Regions from separate parts of the Triticum aestivum genome. Here region 2 is linked to region 1. A link is a contact called in public Hi-C data. All regions are on one chromosome and are shown on one strand. The core of a region is the stretch at or near the end of the contact, and the rest is flanking DNA. Distances in the headings are between cores, read along the strand shown.

Region 1 (6,347 bases), core at 1,966-4,465:
TCAATTCAACCGTGAACTATATACTGATTAATATATTAATATATCAAAACTTTAATTAGATAAAAACTATACTTTGCTCTGCTTCTCCATGCTAAGCTCCATATGTTCCACCTTTTCCCTCATTGTCTGCAACATATAATAAAAAATACTAAGGTAACACTCAATATCTTGCACAGAGGTTCCATAAATGCATATTTAGAACAATCTGAAGTCTTGTTTATACCTTTTTCTCTGCCTCCTCAAGATCAAACCTTTCCTGGGGGATATAAATTCCATTCTTTTCCCTTGCGGCTTTTACATCTGATAATATACTTGTGAGATCCTATATGATAATGCGAGGAATAGGAATAACTAGAGGATTGAAGAAAACCTTGTTTCATTTTTTCCATTTGTTGATAGAGATCCTTAAGCATAGGAGATTTGCGAACTTTTTGGTTTACCTACAGCAATAGTTAAACTTAGTGACAAGGATATCAACTAAATCGGAGCAGCAAAAATGAATAGAAGTAGGAAACTAGCACCTCTGGTTTGTTTCTTATGCTTTTAGCACGATAAGCATAATCAAGTGTAACTAGAGTTTCTTCCAGGCAGTGGACAGATGGAGTTACTGTTGCTATGATGCAAGTTTTGGCTTTTCCACCTAAGGATTCCCTAAGCAACCTGGTGAGCTTACTGTCCCTGGTAAAGTATCAAAATGAATATGTATTACTGCTATGCATAATGAATAAATTATGCGTAATCTTCCTGATTTATTATGAGAAACGGCAGGTACTACCTGTATGGTACATGAACTGAATCTTCAACAAGTGCAGTGATGACACGACCCAGTGTTAGTAAGCTCTTATTCAGCTCTCCAGCTTCTCTTGCTCTAACCTACCAGCATGCCACAAATCATGACTTCAAGATGGATTGACATGTAATAAGAATTAACATCCTAAGTTAGCATCACAATAAGATTTAAATGTGTGTAGTAATATCCAGTTATGACAACAGAAAACACATCAAAACATTCGTTGTCACTTTACCAAGAACAAGTGCTCTTTTTTTGCTGAGAAGAAATTGCTTTGGAGATAAGATGGTTATGTATAAGGCCTACAACATACCTAACTGAAAAGCCTTCTTCGAAACAACTATTCAAATGGGACAGCAGGATATACAATTTATCATCTTCCAGTGTGTACTTTACCAGTTCAACCAAGTGAAAATATGGACGATTAACCCATGCGTCCCAATAGGATGGGGTATGACAAACAGTTGATATAATCACTTATTAGTTGGTAATGGTAAGTACCTCTTTTGCACCTGATCGAGCTATACTCTCTGATCCTGCCAGGTCTACAAGGTTCAACCTCCCATATTTCATGAGTTCCTGATTCCCTGTTGTTGTTACTTTGACATGGATATATATAGAAAAGACAGAATGTGAACGGCTGCAAGTACAGGATACACAATGATCAGTATTCAACACGTCCACTATTGGAACCCAAAAAAAGAAGTGAAATGGTCATTGACCTGCTTTGCATATTCAGTGCAGTGTCGGCAGTGCGTCTCCTAGTTGATCCATGTTGTAACAGACTATATATCTCACCAGGACTGTAGACAACAATTTCTTCAAGGCCTCTTATGACAGACCCACCTTTGCCATCTTCCATAAGAGATATAGTAGGCCTTTTGTGTCTATCTTCAGGGAATCTACTTTGGTCCTCTGAAGCCAACAGATCTGTTATTTCTTCGTTATAGAGCTCCAAGAAGGTTACCTTCATGCTATAGACAGCCTTCTGTGCTTTCAAAATGTCAAAAATATGGCGCACTGCTCTTGGCATGACACCAGCACTAGCTGGCAGTTCACCTACCTAAAAAGGCAGATGAAGCAAATTGTTCAGTTGCTGCATGTAACTTCTAAGCCGATGTCCAAATATTTTAGTACCTGCTGCATCATCTCTCCCTCCATAGTATAAGTTTTCCCGGTTCCAGTTTGTCCAAAGGCAAAGACAGTACAATTGTAGCCTTCAAGGACATCATCGACAATTGGTGCAACAGCATGATCATATATTGCCCTCTGCTGAGATTTTGGGCCAAATACCTGGTATAAAATAACAACTGTACATAAATGAAAAACCATGTGAATCTACGTCAATCATGTAGGGGTGTTTTTCGAAAAGGAATGTCAAACCTCCAGGCCTCTGCATCCTCACATGCACACAACCATCATTTAAATAAAGAAGATGCAAAGCAACAGGGCCAAATCATCAACACATAAACAGAGTACATGAAGTATACAACAATGGAATAACCATGTAGGAGTATTTAGCACTTGTATAATCATCATGTTACAGATTTGTGAGACACAAGATTTTAATCGTTTAAAATTAGTGATAACCGAATGACGAAAACTATTTAAAATCCATAGACCATAAGCAGCAAGCACAGGGATCAATAGTAACTTTACCTTGTCAAAGGTGAATGTTTTGTCTGCTTGCTTGAATAGACTGTTCAGAACTGTGACCTCCCTCTTGGTGTCGTTGCAGGAGACGGCACTCTGGACATTCGCTTTCTGCTCCTCCACGCTTAGCGGTCTAACCATGCACCAGTCATAAAAACGAATCAGAGACACCGTGGAGATGTGCAACTGACTCCTAGTCTTTAACAACATGAACTAGCACCAGCAGCAATTTGCCCAAAATTTCCGTTGTCACTACACAGTTGACAATCAGAGATAAAAGCTAGAATTCCCACTGACTACGCCACGATTCGCCTTAGTCCTAGGCTGCTACTTGGAGCATCACAGCATGGCTTACAAAGATTTTGCTCGGCGGGGCCAAAGCGAGAGCACCTCACCTGCATCGGAGCACGACCTGCACGTTCGCCTCGCGGTCCCTGTCATTGCCGCCGTTGATGCTGCAGGCGCCTACGCCGCTGCGGCGCACGGAGCTGTGCGAGCCCGCTTCCGCCCACCGCAGCTCCCGGCGCTCGGGTCGCGGCGTGAGGAAGGGGGTCGGCGGGCTCACCCACGACCGCCGGCTGGGGTTCGGGGTATGCGCCATCCCGGCGACGCCACCTAAAGCGACCCCGGAGCTTGGATTTGGAGGCGGATTGGGGCGAAATCCGCGTGGTTTCTGTTGGATTCGGCTCCGCGATTTGGGAGAAGGGCGAGAGGAAGAGGAGGACGCCTTTTTCGCGTGTTTTGAAATTTTGAATGAACACAGCGATGGGGTCTCGGGGAGTGGGGAGTGGGTGTGAATGGGGGAGGCATTGGGATAGTGGGCCTTAAACGCGTGGGCAACGGCCCACTGCGCAGAGCGAGATTGATGTCACTTTCTTCTTGCAATCAAAGCCGGAAAACCCTATTCGCCGCTCGCTGCGGCGAAGTGTCGGGGATTCGCACAGGGCAAGCATGCTTGGGACAGGAGATGGGCCGGCCCAGTTCGAGCAGTACACAGTACGCCCAAATCTGAACCCAGTTTTTTCCTGTGTATTCTGTTTTTTTCGTTTTCCTTTTCCTTTCTTCTTCTTCTTTTTCTGTTTCTCTTTTTCTTTTTCCTTTGTTTTCTAGTTTATTTTTTATTTTTTCTTCTTCTTTTTGGTTTTTAGTTATTTCTGTTTCTTTTTTCTTTTTTCGATTTTTCTGTTTGTTTTCTTTCTTTGGTTTTTTATTTCTTTTTTCCTTTCCTTTTTTTTATCAAAAGAATTTCAAAATATTCAAAAAAAAATCGTGTTTCCATAAAATGTTGAGGTTTCAAAAGAAGTTCTCAAGATTCAAACATTGTTATTGTTACACAAATAGTTGAAAAGTTTTGAAATGCAGAAATGTACCGGATTTCAATTGTTTGTTCCCTTTTCCATAAAATATTCGCGCTTCCAAATTTGTTTGGGATTTTCCAAAGTTGTTTTCCATTTCAAAATTTGTTCTCAAGATTAAAAAAATGTTCGTGCTTTAAAAAATTGTTCGCACTTCCAAATTTGTTCGGGATTTTTAAAAATTATTCTCTGTTTTAAAATTAGTTCTCAAGATTAAAAAATGTTCGTGCTTTAAAAAATTGTTCGCACTCCCAAATTTGTTCTCAAGATTCAAAAAATGTTCGTGCTTACAAATTTGTTCTCCGTTTCAAAATTTGTTCTCAAGATTCAAAAAATGTTCGTTCTTTAAAATTTGTTCTCCATTTCAGAAAATGTTTGAAACATTTCAAAAAAAGTTTGGCATTTAAAAAAACATGTTTACAAATTTGTTCTTGTTTCTCGAAAATCTTCTGAAATTTTCAAAAACTGCATGTAATATTAATTCTTTTTATGTAATTCAAAAACTATTTCCAAATCTGAAATTTTCCAAAAAATTGTTCGTGTTTTCTAAAATGTGTGCAACAATTGAAAAATCTGTACGCTACAGCAAATATGATCATGCAAATTTGTATGTTATACTATCACAGTATATTAAAAGTGATGCATTCAGTTTCTTACTATGAACTCACAGTTGGTGTGGTGGCTAGCATCTCGCGTAATCAACTGTCTGGCGTGAGTTCGATCCCTTGCCGCTGCACTTTTACTTCTTTTTGAGGATTCTTTTGCGCTACACATGGGCCGGCCCAGTCGGAGCACTCCTGTGCGGGCGGCCGACCGTTTGCCGCAACGAGCGGCGCATAGAAGCTCCCATCAAAGCCTTCCCTTTCCCTCAAAAACAAAAAATCAAGGAAATCGGTTTAAATAAACCGGCTGATCAACGCGCTTCGTAAGTTGCCTGTTGTTGAAATATATTGCCCGTCTCCCTCCAACAGTTCAGACTTTTGGAGCAACTGAGTGGAGCATAAATTCAATATATGATATCCGAGGCAAGAGGTTTTGAGTTCAAGACCCTACTAGCGCAGTATTAAATAAAATAATTATGCGGCCTACATCGATCTCACGTCTAAGGACTAAAATAGGCTAGACGTGAGGGGGAGTGTTGAAATATATTGCCCGCCTCCCTCCAACAGTTCGGACTTTTGGAGCAACTGGCTGGAGCATGAATTCAATACCTTTAATGCTCGCCACGCGTCTGGTGGGCCCAACAAGCCGCTTATCTCTCCTTCTCCCTTATCCTTTCATTCCTTTATCTCTTTCCTGCACGCGTTGAGCCGCTCGTTTCTTCTCCTCGTTTTCTTCTTCCTGCGACACAACACAACCATGGCAGTGCCATCGCCACCGGTGCCGCCACCGCTCACATTTCTGCTATGCCTGCTCCTACACGCCATGCTCTTCACCGCTGTTGCAAACCGCCGTCGCCTCGCGTCGCTGCACCGCTGCTCCACTATAGCTCCGGCGAAGCAGCCTGCGTCGTTGTCATCGTGCGCTGCATCGCAACTTCCGCCATGGCCGCCGCGTGCTACATCGCAGCATACGTTGTCATCGCCGGCGCCGCAATGAAGTGCAACCGGGGCTGCAATGGAGCGCTGCCGGGGTCGTTGGAGCGCGGCCGCGGGTGCATTGGAGCTTCGCCGACGGCTCAGTGCAGCGCTGCAGTGGCTCGATGCAACGTCGGCGACGGCTCTAGAGGGAAGCTTTTGGTGTTGCATTGGAGCGCTCGCCGTTGGCTCCATTGCAGCTCCGCCGGAGCGCTCGCCGGCCACTAGACGTAGCGTTTTGGTGTTGTTGTGGAGCTCTGGTCAGGGCGGCTCTCCGGTGCTACGGAGACATGCGGTGCTGTGAGATCGAAGCAGGAGGGCTGGTTGAACGCGACGCGAGAGAGAAAGGTCAGCGACTCGGCGTGCGTTGACGTATCCAAGGGTTGGAAAGAATGGATCACACGGCTGGCGACCCGACTTATTTCGCTAGAAAAAGGTTTAAAAACAGTCGGATGATTTTACATGATTGTAAGCCCCGTCCAGCTTTCGCCACGCGTCCCCTGGCTGGGCCCATGCGCCGCTTACCATCGGCCTTATCTCCACGCAGGAAGCCCATAGCCACACGTTTCCAGCCGGTATCGTCGTTTACCTCATGCTCGCTTTCTTTCTCGTCTCCTGCAGATCCCCTCTCTCTCCTTTTCTCATGCTCTTCCCCCTTCCTCTGGACCGAGGCCAGCCCCAGCAAATCGATGGCCACCCGCTGCCACAAACTTTGCTCTCTACTCCGCTATTGCTGCTGCTCGTTGTTGCAAAGCCAAAGGGGAAACGTCCACTGCTTGCCGCTATTGCTGTAATTGAGTACTGCAACGGTGGTCGTCAGCGCTACAGTGAAGGGCTCGCCATTGCTTGTTAGCGCTGCAATGGAGCGCTCGCCAGCGCTCCCGACGCTGCAATGGAGAGTTCGTCGGTGCTGAAATGGAGCACTCAGGGGCGCTGCAATGGAGCACTCGCCAGAGCCCCCTCCCGGCGCTG
Region 2 (6,347 bases), core at 1,617-4,116, 830 kb after region 1:
ATCAACCAAGGCATTTTGTGAGTGAAGGAATGTATCTCGTACTTTACAAAACTACTCAAATTAAACTCATGCATTAATTTAGAATAATTGCAGTGCATGCATGTTTGGTCACTAGATGAGTACGAACGTTACATGCATTGGTGTGTTCCTTTTTAATTCTTGCCTGAAAAGATTTAATGCACCTCGAAAACTAAAAATGAGATGGAGATGAGCCCTTTAAATTGGAAAAACAAAAAAGTTGAAATAAGCCCTATAAACCGAAAAGGAGGGAGTATGGAACTTGTTATCTGGCGAGTAGTTGTCATGCCGCTTTTGTGGGTGTTTTGTAATACTCTAAACTCTATTCTCTACTTATTTAATGGATGAGGCAAAAATTTTGCCTCCGTTTTAGGAAAAAAAAAAGGTGAAATTACCCTAAAAAAGAAGGTGATGAAGTTTCTACGAGATGATTTGTGTCTCGGGTGCCAAATAGCATAAAGAAGTCCAGGTTTGCATGGTACTCGTATATAATCATGAGAATAAAACTAGAGCCTGTATTTATCCATGAAACTAGATATCCGTAGGAGCTTTAACAATTCTCTTTTTGCCAGTGACGTTTCACCAGTGAAGTTATTCTAGGATGTCCGTAGGAGTAACTAGCTAGCATTGTAAATTTGTCATGGAAGGACGTGGTGACGATTATCTGGTCGTGTCCCGTACCGTTCATCTACATATAGACTCTATACCAACGTAATCTTCTTCAGTTGAGCTACAGAGCAGCGAACCAAGCACCCCCCACGTCGGCATGAGCGCTGCCACGGGCACGGGCGGCGCCGGACACGAGGCTCACAACGGCCGGCGACAGCGGGGCCACGCAGAGGCCACGCCGGCGCAGACCTGTCGTTGGCTCTTCTCCGGCATCCCGCGACGACGACGGCGAGGAGCTCTCTCCAGGGTAGGGCGCGGCCAGGATCTGCAGCAAGCGATAGGAAAATGCACCGCGTGTGACATGCAGAAATGACGAAACATTCAGGCGCTGGTCACCTGATTTATTTATTCATTTGGAACTTTTGGTCACCTGAATTTGGTCGTGAAGGTTCCTGATGCAAGCGGCTGCCTCGTGGAGAACCGACGCGGTGTCCGTCTGCAAGATGTGTAGGGATCGTGTTCAGGAGTGGCTTCGGGCTACTTCATGGAGAACCAAGAAAACGGCAGCATGCACATTTTTTTTTTACCTTGCCGTAGGGGGAAACCAGCTGCTGGAGCGCGGTGATCTTGTCCCCCAGCTTCTGGCTCCTCTTGCACGGTGCCTGCATGGATGCAACTGTTTTGGTCACAAATCCGTGTCACCCGGTTGCGCCGTGCAAAATCGTTTTATTCCGTGCAGCTGATCAACCCAGTGTCACTTCAAGTGTACTACGAGTATCCGACAGACACACGGCCCTGTTATGAATCCAGCAGATAAAAAAAGGGAGAAGGCAAACGCAACGTCACCTTGGCAGCTGCTGTAGTAGTAGTATTCCTTGGCTTTGCGCTGCTGCCCTGCAGCCGGCTGTCCGTCGTCGTTGTCTTGCGCCTCTTGGAGCCACTGAAGCTGCTTCCGTCACAGACCATCGTCTCGCCGCCTGCTGCCGTCCATCTCACAGGATGCTGACAGAAAAACAAACACCCTAACAGACGTAAACGCCACATCACCTTCGGTTTTTGTATCTTCAGATCGATCTTCCTTTTTTTCCCCCTTTTTTCGAAAAAAAAAGAAAAGAAAATGGCAATGATAATAATAGAGTAAAGGGCAGTACGGTAGCAGCAGTAGGTGGCTGGTCCTGGGTGTAGCCGAAGTGCATGAACGCAGCAGGCCTACCGTCGCCGCCGTAGGCAGAACCGTCTCCCATTCCTAGGTTCACCGGCGGGCAGTGAGATCAGATCAGAAACAAGTAAGCAAAGAGAAAACTCTAACAGGAAGTAAATAAGGACGTACCGAAAAAGCTCTCGGAACTGCGCGTGGCGAAGAGAGCCGGCGCCGGAAGGCTCTGAAGCGACGACATGTGGTGGCAGAGATGGCCATAGTCGGCGGCGAGCCTGCTTCTGCTCACGGGGAAGGAGCAATTGCTTCAGCCAGCCAGTTCACGCGGGAAACTGCAGTTAGTATCGGGACCAAACGGTTTGATAACTTACATTCCGTCGAAACCCGCGGCTCCGGGCGCAGAATTCGAGGATTCACATTTCACTGCAATTGAAAACAGAACATGATTTCAGAGACATCATCGTAGAGAATCGCGTGGCGGGGGCACGGAAATGTACCGTAGTCGTCGCTCAAGGGCAGCAAGAGCGGGGACGGCGCCGAGCAGTTCCACATTGTGGTTGCGATCAGACTCGATCTGCCAGCAGCTCCCAGGATTTCATCACCTGGAACGGAAACGACGACACATTCAGTTCCGGTGAGGCAAAATGAAGAGCCCAAACATGAACCACACGGCACGAGAAATTCCAGCTTTATTCTGGTGATCTACAACTTGAGGACACGAACTATGAAAGACCCGGCAACATAGTAATAAGAACGTAAATAAGATGGTGTTTTTTCACGAGAAAAATATATATAAATAACATAATACTACAAGATTCAGAAACGGCACGAAAAGTGGACGAGGAAGAAAGAAGAAGATTCACAATCCAGCACAACAACGTTGCTCGGCAATGCGGAAGGAAAGGAAGAAAGATGGAACCGTAAGGCTCATCGGTAGTTACCCAATGGAAGAGCATGCACCGCGGGAGAAGAGGAGAGGTCTCGTGGAGAGAGAGGCCGCTAAAATAAGTAGAGTAGAACTCTGCTACTCCGCCGGTTAAGTCCAAGGTACTCCTATAAATTGCATGCGTGGTTTGGTTTTCGCCTTCCCCTCTTCCTCTCCTGCCGTTTTCACTGGCGCCGCTGCAGCTGCTAATTATAAGCCGTCTGTCCGTCCGTCCGAGCTACAGTAGGTTGCCAAAATAAACACGTGAGAGAGAGAGAGGCCAAGGAAATCAAAGGAGGGCACGGGAAAACGGGATGGAGAAGGCCATTATACTCGTTCCTTAAATAGCAGGGCCACCACACCTCCCGGTTCTCGTAAATAAATCCAAGCCCCGGCCGTTCAAGCCACATAGTAACCTGCATTGACTTATTACACGCAGATGTCATCAGTACTGGCATGATTGGCTCAAGGCTGATCTGATCCAATCACTGTTGCAAATGCGTTACCATCTGTTGGGTAATCTACTCGTACCATTGCCGAACCAACTGCGCCGTTCCGCTTGGGCAGGAGTACCATGTAGTGGTGCTAGAAAACGACATCTTTTTGGCGCAGGGCGCTTGTCCTGCCGTCGTGACGGCTGACGAGTGTCGGGACGCCGGTCCGTGTCCGGTTGACCGATGTCCCAACTGCTGCTCATCAAGGGTTTGAGTTCCCTTCTTTATCGTGTCAGGGTCAGTTGGAGGCAGCGGCACAGTGTTTTTTATGGCGGCCGAGCCGATTGTTTAAGCTGCGTCCGTCGAAGGCCATGATTATATATCTAACCAAACACCCGAGACCGAGCCGCGGGGCATGGCCGGCCGCCCCATTGTTTAAGCTCCGTCGCGTCGCGTTTCTGTTTGAGCTGAGCTGCTTGTTTTCCTTCCTTCTTTTTTTTTTTGAGAATCTGCTGCTTGTTTTCCTGAGACAGACATCACAGCTCACCGTGCGCCAAAACAGCAGCCGATCGCAGCTCTCGTCGCGACAAAGGAAGGGTGCTTGTCAAGTTTCAACGGCTGGATTCAGCGGAGCCTCGAAGCAGAGCAGATCGCTTGGAAGACGGACACGATCACCTCGCCTCGCAGTAAAAGAAAAAAATAATACTCCGGCAGCTAGTATACTACTCCACACCCTCCGTCCCTGAGACACTCATTTTGGGACGGAGGGAGTAGGTAATAATGCGTCAAGATACGTTCATGAATGATAATGCTGCATTTGTTAGCCAGGAACGTAAATGTGGTATCTGCACCTGCCATTTTGTTTTGTTCGAAAACGCAGCCGCTCTATGCTGCTAAACATAGACAGGCGCTCGCTCCTCTCACGACCACACTCCAAATTCAGCGTTTTTTCCTCAACATGGTGGCGTGCACAGAGACATCAATCTCTTGTGGAAGAAACGCAAACGCGCGGTTGCGGTTGCGGTGGCTAAAAAGGGTTAGATCAGACTCGACAAATAGGATGCACCAAGTCAACAAGTTGACGCCTGCGGCCTGCCGTTTCAAGACAAAGTTGGAAACAAAAGACTACTACTCCCTCTGTAATAAAGAAGTAAAAGAGCGTTTATGGAGGGAGTAGACCCCAAGCCTTTTCTGCCCCAAATGGTAACTGGTAGCCGAATTTCACCACTTTATTTCAACTCAGACGCGTTTCACCTCAAGTTTTCCGGTGTGGGATTTCCGACCATGTCCCCACGCCTGCTTTAGCAAGTTATGAGAATTTCTCCACACATAAAAATAAAAAAGAAAGTTAAGAAGCAATCGCTTTCACCCGTGCCGTCTTTCTAGTTTAGAATAGTTCTTGCCGACGAGTCCACATCTGTGCCTGAGCCCTTGGCCGCCTCCTCTATCTGCAGCAGATCAGATGGCAATTGTTTTCACCAAGCTATGATTTGTTGCAAGAGAAAAGAATGGATAACCAAATTCGACTCGGTTTGTGGATATCACAGAGGATCAATTCATCGCATGAGAAAACAAGTGATATGTCGCAGCAGTCTCGCTTGTTTGTAGCTACTACTGTACCAATTAAGCAACAAAGAGTAGTGAGTGATTCAGCAGTGCTAAATGACGGACACATGCCCCACATTGACCAGGGCGACTCTGGTATCAACCACTTCAGGCTTAACCTACTGCGAAGCCTAATCTATGCACATAAGATGTGAGCACAAGAGGGCAAACGAGCCCAGTGCCGTGATTCGAATCGTCGAAATCTTGTGCCTGGAAAGCTTGCATTTGGCTGATACTGCCGAGGAGAATCAGGGATTCATCTGTGGCAGGTAAACCCAGTGTTCATTCAACCAGAAAATATGCCCTCCATACACAGATATATGGAAGCAGGTGGGCGGCCAGGGGAAACAAGGTGACTAAGAATTTTTCAGGTAGATCATACCTTGCCAGTACAGATCATTACACCAAACTAAAACAGCCAGGATGATGTACCGCGTATATCTCACTTAACTACGAGACGACAGACATAAAAAATGATGCAGAGATAGATGGCAAAAAATAGGAACAACATAGCGTGATGGCTAACTCATCTGACTTCACACGGATAGTCGAAAGTGCAACCGGAGCGCCCAAGCTACACAAGATAAAGATATAAGACTGAAGCCACCGCAGGGAAAAAACATTGCGTGCAGGCTAACCCATTTGAAATGCAGGCGGCATCTAAATGAAGCAAATTATCAAACTTGGAAGAAACTACTCATAGACGAAAGTGACTCGAAACAATAACCTTTATGCATTACGGCAGCAGACACAGATTTGGAAGATGCAAGGTAACTAAATGCAGAATAAAGCTCAATGATTGATATGTCAGATAAGATACTCGATTTGCAAAGCACTTGGTTTATGGTTAAGAGAATCTTGACTCTTATGCAAGGACATCCTTGTTGTCGATTTTTGGTGACGGAACAAAACTGAAAGCTCGAATAGTCAAATGATAGGAGTTCAGGTGTCTCCGTCAAGGATAGACTAAATTACCAAAGCTCTATATGACCAATAATAATAATCAGCACCTCCTACCATAAATATCAGGCCCTTCATAACTAGAATGGATTCAGAAATAGTTCACTGAAAGAGGGAGCAAAAAAATCTAGTTTTGCAGAATCCATTGAAAGAATTTGGTTACGTGTCCAAGGCTCCAAATGATTTGAAAATGTTATCACTTAGCAGCATATTTTCATGACCCGTACTATGAAAAAGTAAGATGCATGTTTATTTGATTTTCAGCACAAGCTCGTAAAACATTTGTCTATCTAAATCTTGTTTGAAGATGTATTAAACTCTTCACTAAAAGTCAAACATTACAGAAGCCGTGGCCTGTGGGCAACAAAACTAATTTAGTTCACTTAAGTATAGCCCTCCAAATTCTCAAAAAAAAAAGTATAGCCCTCCAACAAGATATGCATGTAGAACACTTCAACATCTCTGGAAGCAAAATACAGCCAGCAGTCATATATCTCCAGGCTTACAGAAAATGCAGCAAAACCTATGACGCTAGAAGATTAAGTATAACTGTTGCACAAGATAAGGATCGGAAAGGGTGCATATGTCTTCAGGATTTAAGAAAGTCAAACATTACAGAAGCTGTGGACAACAAATGCAA

Evidence for each region. Hi-C and Micro-C count contacts between places; a contact is called where the count stands out from the background.
Region 2: a Hi-C map of leaf shows a contact between it and region 1, with 4 times the contacts expected there. The contact joins the promoter of LOC123094947 here to the promoter of LOC123092561 in region 1. A contact is called at or near these places in 2 of 5 Hi-C or Micro-C datasets (both in leaf) and 1 of 1 datasets of contacts at active chromatin or transcription factors (leaf).

The regions. Positions count from the first base shown.
Region 1 is chr4B:433,585,161-433,591,507 of IWGSC CS RefSeq v2.1, forward strand. LOC123092561 (kinesin-like protein KIN-5B) reads right to left here and starts at 3,216. Exons shown (of 23, transcript XM_044514361.1): 1 at 2,839-3,216; 2 at 2,450-2,576; 3 at 1,928-2,083; 4 at 1,513-1,853; 5 at 1,292-1,430; 6 at 776-873; 7 at 522-678; 8 at 371-440; 9 at 224-300; 10 at 73-126. The coding sequence starts at 3,044.
Region 2 is chr4B:434,419,793-434,426,139 of IWGSC CS RefSeq v2.1, forward strand. LOC123094947 reads right to left here and starts at 2,867. Exons shown (of 9, transcript XM_044516804.1): 1 at 2,725-2,867; 2 at 2,281-2,385; 3 at 2,155-2,206; 4 at 1,958-2,064; 5 at 1,779-1,873; 6 at 1,474-1,629; 7 at 1,215-1,289; 8 at 1,058-1,123; 9 at 546-952. The coding sequence starts at 2,335. The coding sequence ends at 749.